Linked DNA regions of Gasterosteus aculeatus: region 2 is linked to region 1. Evidence: chromatin contacts called from public Hi-C data. All regions are on one chromosome and are shown on one strand. The core of a region is the stretch at or near the end of the contact, and the rest is flanking DNA. Distances in the headings are between cores, read along the strand shown. Region 1 overlaps tmeff2a (transmembrane protein with EGF-like and two follistatin-like domains 2a). Region 2 overlaps dnah7 (dynein, axonemal, heavy chain 7).

Region 1 (5,913 bases), core at 1,307-3,806:
GTGATGCGGTTGGGATGGGGTTGTGATGGGGTTGTGATGGGGTTGTGATGCGGTTGGGATGGGGTTGGGATGCGGTTGGGATGGGGTTGTGATGGGGTTGGGATGCGGTTGGGATAGGGTTGTGATGGGGTTGGGATGGGGTTGTGATGGGGTTGGGATGCGGTTGGGATAGGGTTGTGATGGGGTTGGGATGGGGTTGTGATGGGGTTGTGATGCGGTTGGGATAGGGTTGTGATGGGGTTGGGATGGGGTTGTGATGGGGTTGGGATGCGGTTGGGATGGGGTTGTGATGGGGTTGGGATGCGGTTGGGATAGGGTTGTGATGGGGTTGGGATGGGGTTGTGATGGGGTTGGGATGGGGTTGGGATGGGGTTGTGATGCGGTTGTGATGGGGTTGTGATGGGGTTGGGATGCTGGGATGGGGTTGTGATGGGGTTGTGATGGGGTTGTGATGGGGTTGTGATGCTGGGATGGGGTTGTGATGGGGTTGTGATGCGGTTGGGATGGGGTTGTGATGGGGTTGTGATGGGGTTGTGATGCGGTTGGGATGGGGTTGTGATGGGGTTGTGATGGGGTTGTGATGCGGTTGGGATGGGGTTGGGATGCGGTTGGGATGGGGTTGTGATGGGGTTGGGATGCGGTTGGGATAGGGTTGTGATGGGGTTGGGATGGGGTTGTGATGGGGTTGGGATGCGGTTGGGATAGGGTTGTGATGGGGTTGGGATGGGGTTGTGATGGGGTTGTGATGCGGTTGGGATAGGGTTGTGATGGGGTTGGGATGGGGTTGTGATGGGGTTGGGATGCGGTTGGGATGGGGTTGTGATGGGGTTGGGATGCGGTTGGGATAGGGTTGTGATGGGGTTGGGATGGGGTTGTGATGGGGTTGGGATGGGGTTGGGATGGGGTTGTGATGCGGTTGGGATGGGGTTGGGATGGGGTTGTGATGCGGTTGGGATGGGGTTGGGATGGGGTTGTGATGGGGTTGGGGTTGGGATGGGGTAGTGATGGGGTTGGGGTTGGGATGGGGTTGGGTATTTAAAGCTTTTCCTAAACCTTACTGGGTATGTCTGTGGCCTGAATGAGTGTTTCACAATCTTTTTTTGGTGTTTTAGTCGCCTAAATAGAAATCACTCTTTTCGTCACGTGGACCGTTTTATGAGCATACGTTGCATTACAGCCACCATTAGGGGCCGTGACCATTAGGGGCCGTGACCATTAGGGGCCGTGACCATTAGGGGCCGTGACCATTAGGGGCCGTGACCATTGGCGGGGCTCACATGATGGATGTTTCCAGCACCTTGTTGAGTCGGTTCCCACGAAGGATAAAGCACGCCGTACCTCACAAAGGGCATCTATTCATTCCCCTACACATTTTGTTCAAACTCAACTCCACTGAAACGAGTGAGAGCCGCGTGCTGCATTGTGAGATGTTTTTTTTAATAGTTGTCGCTCTGAATGATTGTGGCCCAGCAGCCAGACGCCCTAATCGATTGGAGTGTGTGCTCAATGAAATAATTCTCTTTCCTTCTCCTCCCCTTTGTCTCTCTCCCTACGCCCTTTACCGCCGCTCGCTCGTCCTCTTTGTCTACGGCCCTCTTGCTCAGAGGGGCAGTTTCGTCTCTGCCAAAACTCTTTTACAAATCTTTTATTAAATGTTGTAAATTGGGTGAGCTGGAGGCAGAGACGGCCCCATGCTATTTATATAAGTGTGTGCGAGGGAGCTTTTACTGTAAATACAAAAGTCAGATATCTCTGTGCTTGTGTGAACACTGAATGTTTTCTTCATCTGTGTGTGTGTGTGTGTGTGTGTGTGTGTGTGTGTGTGTGTGTGCCTCAGCAAGGTGACCTTTCAGCTGTTTCCTCCGGGCTCGGGACCCCCTGCAGGCCCTCCTGTGACTCCTAAGTACAGACCGCGTGAAAAACACTGCTGCCCAGCTCGTTAGTATGAATGTGACTGTGCGTGTGCGTGCGTGTGTGTGTGTGTTGGGAATTGACTCACCTTGTAATGCAGAGCACCACCACACAGATGATGACCACCTGCAGCGCTCCAATGATGGAGGCGATGAGGACGTAGTGCAGTTTGCCGGAGCCCGGCACCACGTAGAGCACGTTGTACTCTTTGACGTCACACTGGGGGCCTCTGAAACCCGAGTGACAGCTGGGAACGCACACGCACATGAAGTGAGATGGAAAGAGAGAGAAAGAGGGAGTCATTTCTTTTGCATCGGGGAGACGGGTCCATTGTTCCCGTATCGTTTCTAATTGAGACGTCAGTTCCCGTTTGGTAAAGGCGTCGCGATGGAACGATCCTTTTGTGTCGGCGGAGCGCCGTGAGGATGTTCATCATCATTTGCCTTTGGTCAAACAGCAGCGGCAGTGAGCCGCGTTTGTCACATGGTCACAGAACAGCGACGTGATGGACGGTCTAATCACCATCGTCAATGTGACGGTGGTACTTCAGAAAAGCAACTTAAAAGCACCAGTAGGGACGTGCGGCGTCAACGTAATTGGCGCTTTCGGATTGAGTCGGCTTAGTGTGGACGCAGTATGAGAGAGAGCCAGAAACACACACACACACGCACACACGCACACACACAGAGGGGGGAGAAAGAGACTAATAGAGATGATTTCTGTCCTCAGAGAGGAGCTAAAATGGTTCCCCTTTTAATCTCTTGTTCTCTCTCCATCTCCCCTAGACTTTCCTCTCTGGGGAGGTTGTTACAAACCAACACCTGCATGTCCTTGTTTGGTACGGACACACACACACACACACACACACACACACACACACACACACACACACACACATACACACACACACACGCACACACACAGAGTCTCCTTCACATTCTCCGACACAGGGTGAGAGGAACATTGCAACCCCGTTCTGTTTGTGCTCGCTGCTCTCGCACAGAGAGACCACTATGCCCCCTCCCACCCAGACCTCCCTCCCCGCACTGATCATTAGGACACAACCTCCAGGACGCTCCTGCAGCCAGCAGGGGGCAGCAAAGACCTTTCGCAAAGCCTTCACCTGCGGATCCCTGCTCTATATGCATGAAGAATGGACGTCTGGCTGGGTGAGCCGGGGCGATCGAGGTTGTAGAGAAAAGAGAGAGAGAGAGAGAGAGAGAGAGAGAGAGAGAGAGAGAGAGAGAGAGAGAGAGAGAGAGAGAGAGATAGTGGGAGCGAGCGATACCAAGACCCCCTTGGCTGAGGCGCTATCGGGCCGTAAAAGACGGCAGACCTGAGCCGCACACATGTGCGTTCATTGTGTGTGTGTGTGTGTGTGTGTGTGTGTGTGTGTGTGTGTGTGTGTGTGTGGGGGGGGGGTTAATAGCCTTCCTCATTGTACCTTTATCTAAATGCATGTCTGGGCTGCCTGTGTCCACGTCTATCTTGTGTGCTCAGGTGAACACTGTGTGCGTGCTGAAAGGTTGCAGCTGTGCGCCTGCTGCTCTGCAAGTGTGTGTCTGTGTGTGCGTGAAGTGGCTTTGCATGCATTTGTTTTCAGAATACTTATGAAGCCAAAATAGGACCAAGGAAAGTCCAAGGTCAGGGCAGACATCTGCACCGTGTGCGTGTTGGTTGGTTCGCTGTATTCTGGGAATCACTGAGGGGAATGAAACAAGGTCTTCTTTTCAAAGTTGAGTTTTTGTTCCACTTCAAGCTGAGCCTCCGGTGTGGTGAGACGTTATATTAACAAAAAGGATGGCCAAGCATAAAAAAGCTATGAAAGAGTCCTTTTGCTTCATGCAGGACTCACTCATAGCCGTGATATTGTCAGAGTTACTATGTAAAGAGATTCGATGACGGCATGAATTGAGTCTAATTTGTTGCTGCATAAGAATCCCTGCGCACCGGCCCATAATTAGCTAACACGCATAGAGCCTTATATATAACTACCAAACCCCCCCAATTCACCTCATATTTAGAAAATATGGCTTCCTTTTTAGGAATGTTGTAAACTTGTTTGCAAATATGGTGCTATTAAGTGTTGACAAATGTATAAAAAACACAAAATGATACCGATACGACAGATGACAACTGACTGTCCCGACCCCTCCCTTGTGTTTGTGTACCTGCAGGAGGGCTGGGCCACGATACTTGGGAACTGACACTCGCCGTGGACGCAGTAGTTCTTGTAGTGATCCGGACAGGGGATGTACAGGCCGCGGGCCAGCTCGTTCCTCGTGTCCTCTTTCTCCTTGACTGCCAAACACACGCGCACACAACACGTCAACAATTCACTGCCTGCAAATGCTGTACGAGAACGATGCAGGTTTCAGAATGGGAGGATCCGCCACGCACTCACCTGTGTTGTCGGTCCGGGCGTCGATGTTGATGTCGCCTGGAAAGGTCGAAAACAAAAAAACAACAACATTTATATACGGATTTCATGTCCCCCCCAACCTCCGCCATGGCTCCGCCCCCCTCCGTTATGGGTCACACAATCCAACCGATGCCGGGTGGAGGAGCTCGACGTGGATCACGGCCTCGACAAAGGGTTGGCCCGGTGTGTGTACCTGTCTAGTTAATGTGTATGTATGTGAGATTCCCACTGAAAAAGTGAGAAAGTGTCACCAAAGTCTTTCACTGAACAAAGGGTGAGATGGAGCAGAGCCTGGTGGGAAAGATCAGAGCGAATAATGGTTTCTTTGCTCACCTTATTGACGGCACATTGACTTTCTCCTTCCACAATGGCTAGAGAAAATCTCCTAACAATTACTATCATTTCATTGCAATTGATTTCTTTCAGTGGTCCGTGAATTTATTCCCCTTAAACTGAGTCTGTGAAGTATTTCCCCGGGTTTATGATGCAATTAATTTGTTTTTTGTCCCGTATTTATTTTTGTTTTTTTTATTGGCTCTTGGAACGCCAGCGGAAGAATAACAATAGAAAGAAAGGATTGTTTCCCCTAGTTCAGAACCTCACATATTTCTCTCACCCTCCTTTAATATTCCCCAGCTTCACATCGATTAAACCATGAGGTCTTCATGATAGGACACCGCAAATTGTGAACTATTTCCACACACAAAATCGGAAGTAAAATGTAAAAGGTTGGTCTGTGATATGAGCATAAAGAAGCAATCTAAATATCGGTGAATCCTGGCTAACGCGCGGTCTACTCTTCCACAAGTCTAAATCCCTCCGTTTGCTGACATTTGCTCGGGTCTCCGCTTTTCCTGATTGAAAGAGAACGCGCGGCGCCGTGATGGGATCGATCGGAGGGGCCCGACCCAAAGGGAGTAACATGGGGGAATACAGATTTCTCTTTGTGTTCCAGAGCTGGTTAGCCCTGATTACTTTACTCCCCATTACTCCCCAATAGCCTTCATCTTGGGCCTCACATCTGGATCAATTGTCCTGTTGGCCCTTGGCGGACGCAGAGCCAGTCAGATGCTCACAAATGCACCCGTAGACAATAAAGGCCGCTAACAATTGAGATTGGAGCGCCTCGCTGGACTGAGGCCGTCTCGTTCTGTCTTTCCACCGCACGACAACATGATCTTATAGTAAAACGAAGAATGAGTTAAAACGAAGGTAAATCAAAGTGTTTCCTTTCCCTCAAATAAAATAAATACAAAAAAACATCCACGAAAGTATGTTTCTCAAGCGCCTTTGTCTTCTCCCCATGTGGATTAGTCGTATAACTCGGCGTAGGGATTTAACCACAGCGATTAATAAAATGACTTCATCCCTGGGACCGGTACAAACAAACACTGCACCCAAATAAAAGCTACTCTACACTGAAAAGAGGGGGGATTACCACTCAGTAAAATTATCAATATACATAGCAGCGAGGGCTATGTGGCATTTGGGGATTAGTTTTGCGCACTATTCCTGAAATGTGATTGAGTGGAAAGATCTGGAAGTCTGAAATGTGGTTGGAGATTTAGAATCACGCGGCG
Region 2 (5,913 bases), core at 1,883-4,382, 390 kb after region 1:
TATACTGTACTGTAGGAAGGAAAAGACAAAAGCAAGAAAAAAAAAATCTAGGCAGTTTTGAAAAATGAGTTGAATCTAATGGCTGCCCATAAAGACGAGGCCCTGCAAATAGATGCTTGAAATGTGATCTTCAGTAATGCTTTCCAACCCCTTGCTCCTTAGTAATGCAGTTTCCTTTAATACTCTTTTTCGTTCGGGGGGGAAGTGTGTGCTCCAGTGGAGAGGTGCTATCGGGGAATAATGATTCAGCGTGTTGCTGGGGTAAAAACATGCTGCCATTTGAGTGGTATGATACAATAAGTGGGAACAAACGAGGAAAGGTAGAGCTCATCTATCTGTAGGGGGAAACAACGCTGTATAGCACAACAAACATGTTGTTTATTTCAGATGTTAAATAAACAAGACGAGTCTGCAGCCATGCTGGCAGCTTTGTTTGGAACAGGAGTGAACAGGACTGAAATCCCCAAATCTGTTTAATTGCATGCACCATATGCATAAAAAATGCTTACATGCTTATATTTAGTAGGTATAATTTTCATTTTAAACATCCTAATATAGCTTGACTAGCATGCTAATCTTTACAAATTGGTTGTTATCCCAATTCCCAGCTGAGGCCCACGGCAATGTCTTGGTGGTCATAACTTCTAGTAAAATAATGGACAATTTGGAGCGGTTTTGACTCAATGGTGGCTCTGGATGAAAAGTCAATGGATCACTATTATAATTACAACCAAGTCCCTTGCAAATTTCATGGCAATTTATCAAATAATCTAAAAGAAAAAAGAAACTAGGGTGTCACAGCGATACGTTGTTCACCATGCAATATTTTGTGCCAATCCATCTAGCAGGTATTTCCATATTTCCTTGTATAACTCAAAACTTTGACCCGCTTGTCATCACCAAGGTCATAACGGGGTTATCCTCTGGGGACCATGAGTGGAAATAATTGCAGCAATCCATCAAATAGACAATGACATAGTTCATTCTTCACCTAAGTGGTGCACCGACCAGTCATGAAACATTCTCCATAGCGAGGCTAAAAACCCATTCCGCCTTTTAGAACCCCCCGGATTTTGACAAGATTACAAGACTTGACAAGACTATCACATCAACTGATACCGCCCCCACAAAAAAATCAGCTTGCATGATGCATACCGAAAATACACTGCTCCATATAGCAGTCACACTTCAGTGACAACCAGCATGTGCCGTTATACAAATCCCAGGAGATGACAGAACAAACTAGCTGGACTGCTATTCGGTGTGATGGGAATGAGACTTCCTGTGAGACTCTGCTGTCTAGTAACTCTTTCCAGTAACTTCTGTTTTTGCAGCTGCTTTCTTGTGGGACATCCCCACTGAAGGGTAGCAGCTCAATCTGCATTAAAAGGTTTAAAAAACTTGGTGGAGTGTTTTTTTGTGTGTGATTTGTGGTCTGTGGGGTTGGCGGTACACACATGCCCATTTTGAAGACCCGGCCTGTTTGCGTGGAGGGGGCCGTAGCATTGCTATGCGTTTAGAGTGACTGTAGTTTCCATGTCAATAATAAAATGAGTTTATGCAACGTGAAACTGTCCTAGGATACAAAGAAAATGTAATGCAGCCGGAGGATGTTTCTCACTGCTGTACCTTGACGGAGGTCTCAGGCAGGTAGTGCGGGTTGCGCAGCTTGGTTGTGATGTAGAAGCGAAATTCGGGAGCATATTCGATGGTGGAGTCCCCGAGGCGGATACACAAAGCACCACCTTGTTTAAAGGTCTGTCTCAGCAGCAGAGGCTCCAGGATAGGGTCCAGCTCCTCTCCGACATTCTCCAGCAGCACTGAAAGGAAATGTTCCATATTTATTTAGATTTTGACATCAAGGGAGGATGACACTTTTTGGTAGTTTGCTTTTTTGCAGTACAGTTTGCTGACCTTTGCGCTGCGGTGGAGTCCAGGTCAATAGCTAAAAGGGATCGCTCATTCTCTGTGAAGATCCATGGTAGCCTTCCCTTTAGCACCAGGTCAGCCAACATTCACAGCTAATATTATGGTTTTCGTAGAAAAAACATGATTCTTTTTGTTTTGCTTGTATTAACTGGTGTCTTTACATGTCTGACTTCCTCGCGTGTGGCTTCCTGCCTTTGGGAAGCACTTGACGATGCGCATGTGCTGCACAGGTTTGACAGTGTTCAACACCAAGAAACCAGTGAGGCAAGTATAACATTATCAAGTGCCTTATTCCCATGACATCATTATTAATGGGATTTCACATTAAGTATGATAATGCTGTTCTGATGTTAAGAACAGTAGCCTATGTATAATTGACCTGACGCCTGAGGTGATAACAAAAGTTTTTATATGGCATTCGGAGCCAGTGACAGCTGATGAACTTTCTTTCTGAAGATAGTGAACCAAATCAGGTCATCCCACTTCTCAGATTGTTTTTGAGTAGTATTTTATCTTGGTACATCATGTTAATACGGCAAATATTTCAATACTATTGTGTATCATATACCTAATCTTTTAAGAAATTCGTCAGGGATTTTTTTTCAACCGTGATCAAATAAAGAACACTTGCATATCATCGGGATTACAGGCAGCAAATAAAACAGCAAGAACTTGTAAAACTGTGAAGTAGACGGTGAAACTGCAGCCTCCGGGGACTATTTGGCACCCTGCAAGGACAAAAGACTCTCTGAACCGTTAGCCTTGCAATCTGCCAGTAAGCAAAGACCCAGTAGCTGGGTCATTATTTAGATGTGTTTTTAATAGCTGTATAGCTGTTTCTGTCCTCTTCTAGCTTGAATTCTTCCCTTGCTATTCCCCTCAACCAGCAGACTAAGAGTAAAAGACGACTAAAGTATGAATAAACACGCACTGCTCAAAGAACAGCAGGGTTTGTGACATGACAACACAAGGGAATATGACTCTGATACTGGGCAAGAGGAATCTTTGTGCAGACTGCAGTGTATTTGATCTCTCCACTACGCGTACGATTCACAGTAGTTTTACATACTGGTGGTGCAGTAGGTCCGAATAACAGTTAATTTGAACATCTCACTCCGAAATATTGCTGGTATGAATCCCTCCTCTGCAGAACAGAGAACAAAGGAGAAAAACATTCTCTGCACAGCGATAATCAGTCCCTGTGGTAAAGAGAGACCTCAGCAGGTGTAAAAAGGAACTGCGACAAAGTGGGTGAGGCACACACACACACACACACACACACACACACACACACACACACACGCAGCAACAGCAGAGGCATCAAATGAGAGAAAGACTTGTGCTCACCTGGCGTGCCAAACTGGATGCAGTTCTCCAGAGTGCGTACAAAGTCAGCATCACTCAGCTTAATGATATGCAGACTATTGGCCTTCTCCATGTTTTTCACCCACTTGTTGGCCTGGCCCTGGGGATCAATCATCAGGGGCCACCGCCTGGCGTTCCTACAAGCACAACACACACACACACACACACACACACACACACACACACACACACACACACACACACACACACACACACACACACACACACACACACACACACACACACACATAGAGGTGGGGGATCAGTTGGTGTTGCCTTTGTGAAAGATATTGACTCAACTATGAGCCAACACGACGATAGGAGGCATGTTGGCGGATAAAAATTAAGATGTACAGAGACAGGAAATTTACTTTGAGCACAGTTCACAGCCGGGTCGCACACCAGGAGCTGTGATATTGTGATTAAAAAGGAATGTTACTTCTTCATTTACACAAACAAGCAGATGCCTCATGTCTTTATTTTACTGCACTTTAAGGTTGAATCGCATAATGTAACTTGGGCTTCCAGGAAAGGTTACCTCCTCTTCCTTCATTAGGGTAGACAGATTCGCAGTGGGCAATTTAATCATGACCCAGGAATTGTAACACATTGTGCTCCAGGTACAGATACATCTGCACTCTGTTGGCATGACAAACTAAATAGCAGCCAGCAGGTTCCATGAAAATATTCATGGTCAGAGCTAGCAGAGGCTCTTTGAGTTTTGAAGAAAGCCCATTGCTTTACCTCTATTTCAGCAACAATTTGCATGCTCTAAAATGCTGCTTTCACTTGAAAAAATGACTTTTAAAAATGCAGTTGTCAGTGTGTGTGTTCATGTTATTGTACCATCTTAAGACATTCTCCAAATCCTGTCCTTGCACTGCATTTTGCAGCTTTATTGTGTAGGATTTTTTTTTTACAGTGGCTGTTGGCCAAATGTCTATTAAATAACTGATTAGGAGCATCTTAAAAGTTGCTTGAGTTTGTTGATTCTCCTCTCTCACAATATTAGCCTGAGTACTGAGGGTTTTCAGAATTACTTGTCAATGTAAAGATGGTCTGTAATACTCACGAGATTATGATACCGTTATCTATGGAGAAACTGTCTGATGGTAGGCCATCAATGGTCCATGCACGAGTCTTTATCGGGTCCCCCAGGGAGTTCATCAGAGACATGTTGCGGGAGCACGGGATCTCTCTGCTCTTGGAAAGATTCATCCACTCCTCCGTCTGATCCTGGAGAGGAGTACATTTACAGCTCATGACTTTTTGCTTCACGTATGATAAAAGGAAAAACAAAATAGCTATTGAACAACTTTAGCCGTGTACAGAAATGAGAACTAACCCACTCTCCTGCTTTCTGTGCGGCATCACAATGGCACTCTGTGTGATACAGTGTCAAAGATGACCTTTCAACACATGCAGGCTTGGTTTTGGAGCCACGTGCAACTCGGTGAAAGTGCCTTAGTGTTCACTTGCTATAAAGCATTCTGCTTTTGTTAGTCTGAGGATTTGATCGCTTTAAACAACACATTTAATACAGGCTTACTATCCACTTCCAAGTAGGCACTGGCTGCTCCCTGAGCCTACCTGTCTGTAGCTGAAGGTGAAGGCTCCCAGGTAAGCCACAATAGCCGCTGAGATTAGGATGTCCCCTGTCAGATTGTTGTAGAGCTCTCCGAGATTGACAGCCATCTCGCTCCAGCGCGTCTTCTCTCCACCCAGGCCTCCAATAAGCTGCTCCGCCCGCTCCAGCTTCTTACTGCACAGATCCACCTGGAGGACATTAAAGGAGGAGGAGGAAAGCACTGAAAGTTGCTGTTTTTTTGCTGGTCTAGCACTGGGAAGCTCATGCCAGCAGGAGCAGGTTTGTGTAATTCAGTAAGCCATTGACTTGCGTAGCTTTTTGGGCTTTGAGTCAATCTACAATCACACAGCCAGATGTGAAAAGCACCAACCTGATTCTCCAGATCAGCTTTCTTGTGTTTGTTAGCTTCCAAAGTGTCCTGAAGCTTCGCCAGTTTATCTTGGACTTCTTTGAGGGCAGCCTGCTTCTTCTGGAGGCTCCCTAAGGCGACCTTCAGCTCACCCTGAGCCTGTGCTAGCTTCTCCTTCTTGGGAGCCACAACCTTGGCCACTCTAATATAATAAGAAGTAAACGTTTACAAGATAAAGAATCTCACAAGCCGTACAGAATCTAGAACGAGCTGGACGCGATTCATAGTTGAGCGAAATAGTGCAACTGACACTGACAACATTGTTAAAACCAAAAAATAGAATTTATATAGAATAATATAGAACAAAAAATAATTTTTATTGTTCTATATTATTGTATAAATAACAACCTTTAACTTCTGGAAATATAGGATTGACATTTAGGGGTGTTGCAGTGATGATGATAAAAATGTTCCTTTCCTCTGAAGCTTCATGCTTCGGCGGGTGAAACGCTCTCTCAAGTTTCAATATGGATCCATTTTCATATACAAGAACACAGGAAGAGACAAACATCACTTACTTGTCATACTTGTCCATGGCGCACACCCACTTACACATTCCTTCAGCTGCAGTGGATGCGGTTCGAATCTTCTCGGGTACAAAGTCCGGGTTGGTGATGTACTT

What was found. A called contact is a pair of places that touch in the nucleus more often than the background predicts.
Region 2: a Hi-C map of skeletal muscle shows a contact between it and region 1, with 6 times the contacts expected there. The contact joins two enhancer-like sites. A contact is called at or near these places in 2 of 6 Hi-C or Micro-C datasets (skeletal muscle and whole body).

Annotation. Positions count from the first base shown.
Region 1 is chr16:5,535,380-5,541,292 of fGasAcu3.hap1.1, forward strand. tmeff2a (transmembrane protein with EGF-like and two follistatin-like domains 2a) reads right to left here. Exons shown (of 11, transcript XM_078091197.1): 7 at 4,316-4,351; 8 at 4,083-4,212; 9 at 2,000-2,158; 10 at 1,847-1,899. Among protein-coding and RNA genes, the nearest start is that of trnas-aga, 5.4 kb to the left of the region's middle. Within about 2 kb of position 2,557, at least 1 of the 9 cell types and tissues checked has open chromatin away from gene starts, as enhancers often do.
Region 2 is chr16:5,927,014-5,932,926 of fGasAcu3.hap1.1, forward strand. It overlaps dnah7 (dynein, axonemal, heavy chain 7), which reads right to left. Exons shown (of 66, transcript XM_078090071.1): 45 at 5,810-5,913; 46 at 5,253-5,433; 47 at 4,885-5,070; 48 at 4,367-4,530; 49 at 3,277-3,431; 50 at 1,630-1,820. Among protein-coding and RNA genes, the nearest start is that of slc39a10, 39 kb to the left of the region's middle. Within about 2 kb of position 3,133, at least 1 of the 9 cell types and tissues checked has open chromatin away from gene starts, as enhancers often do.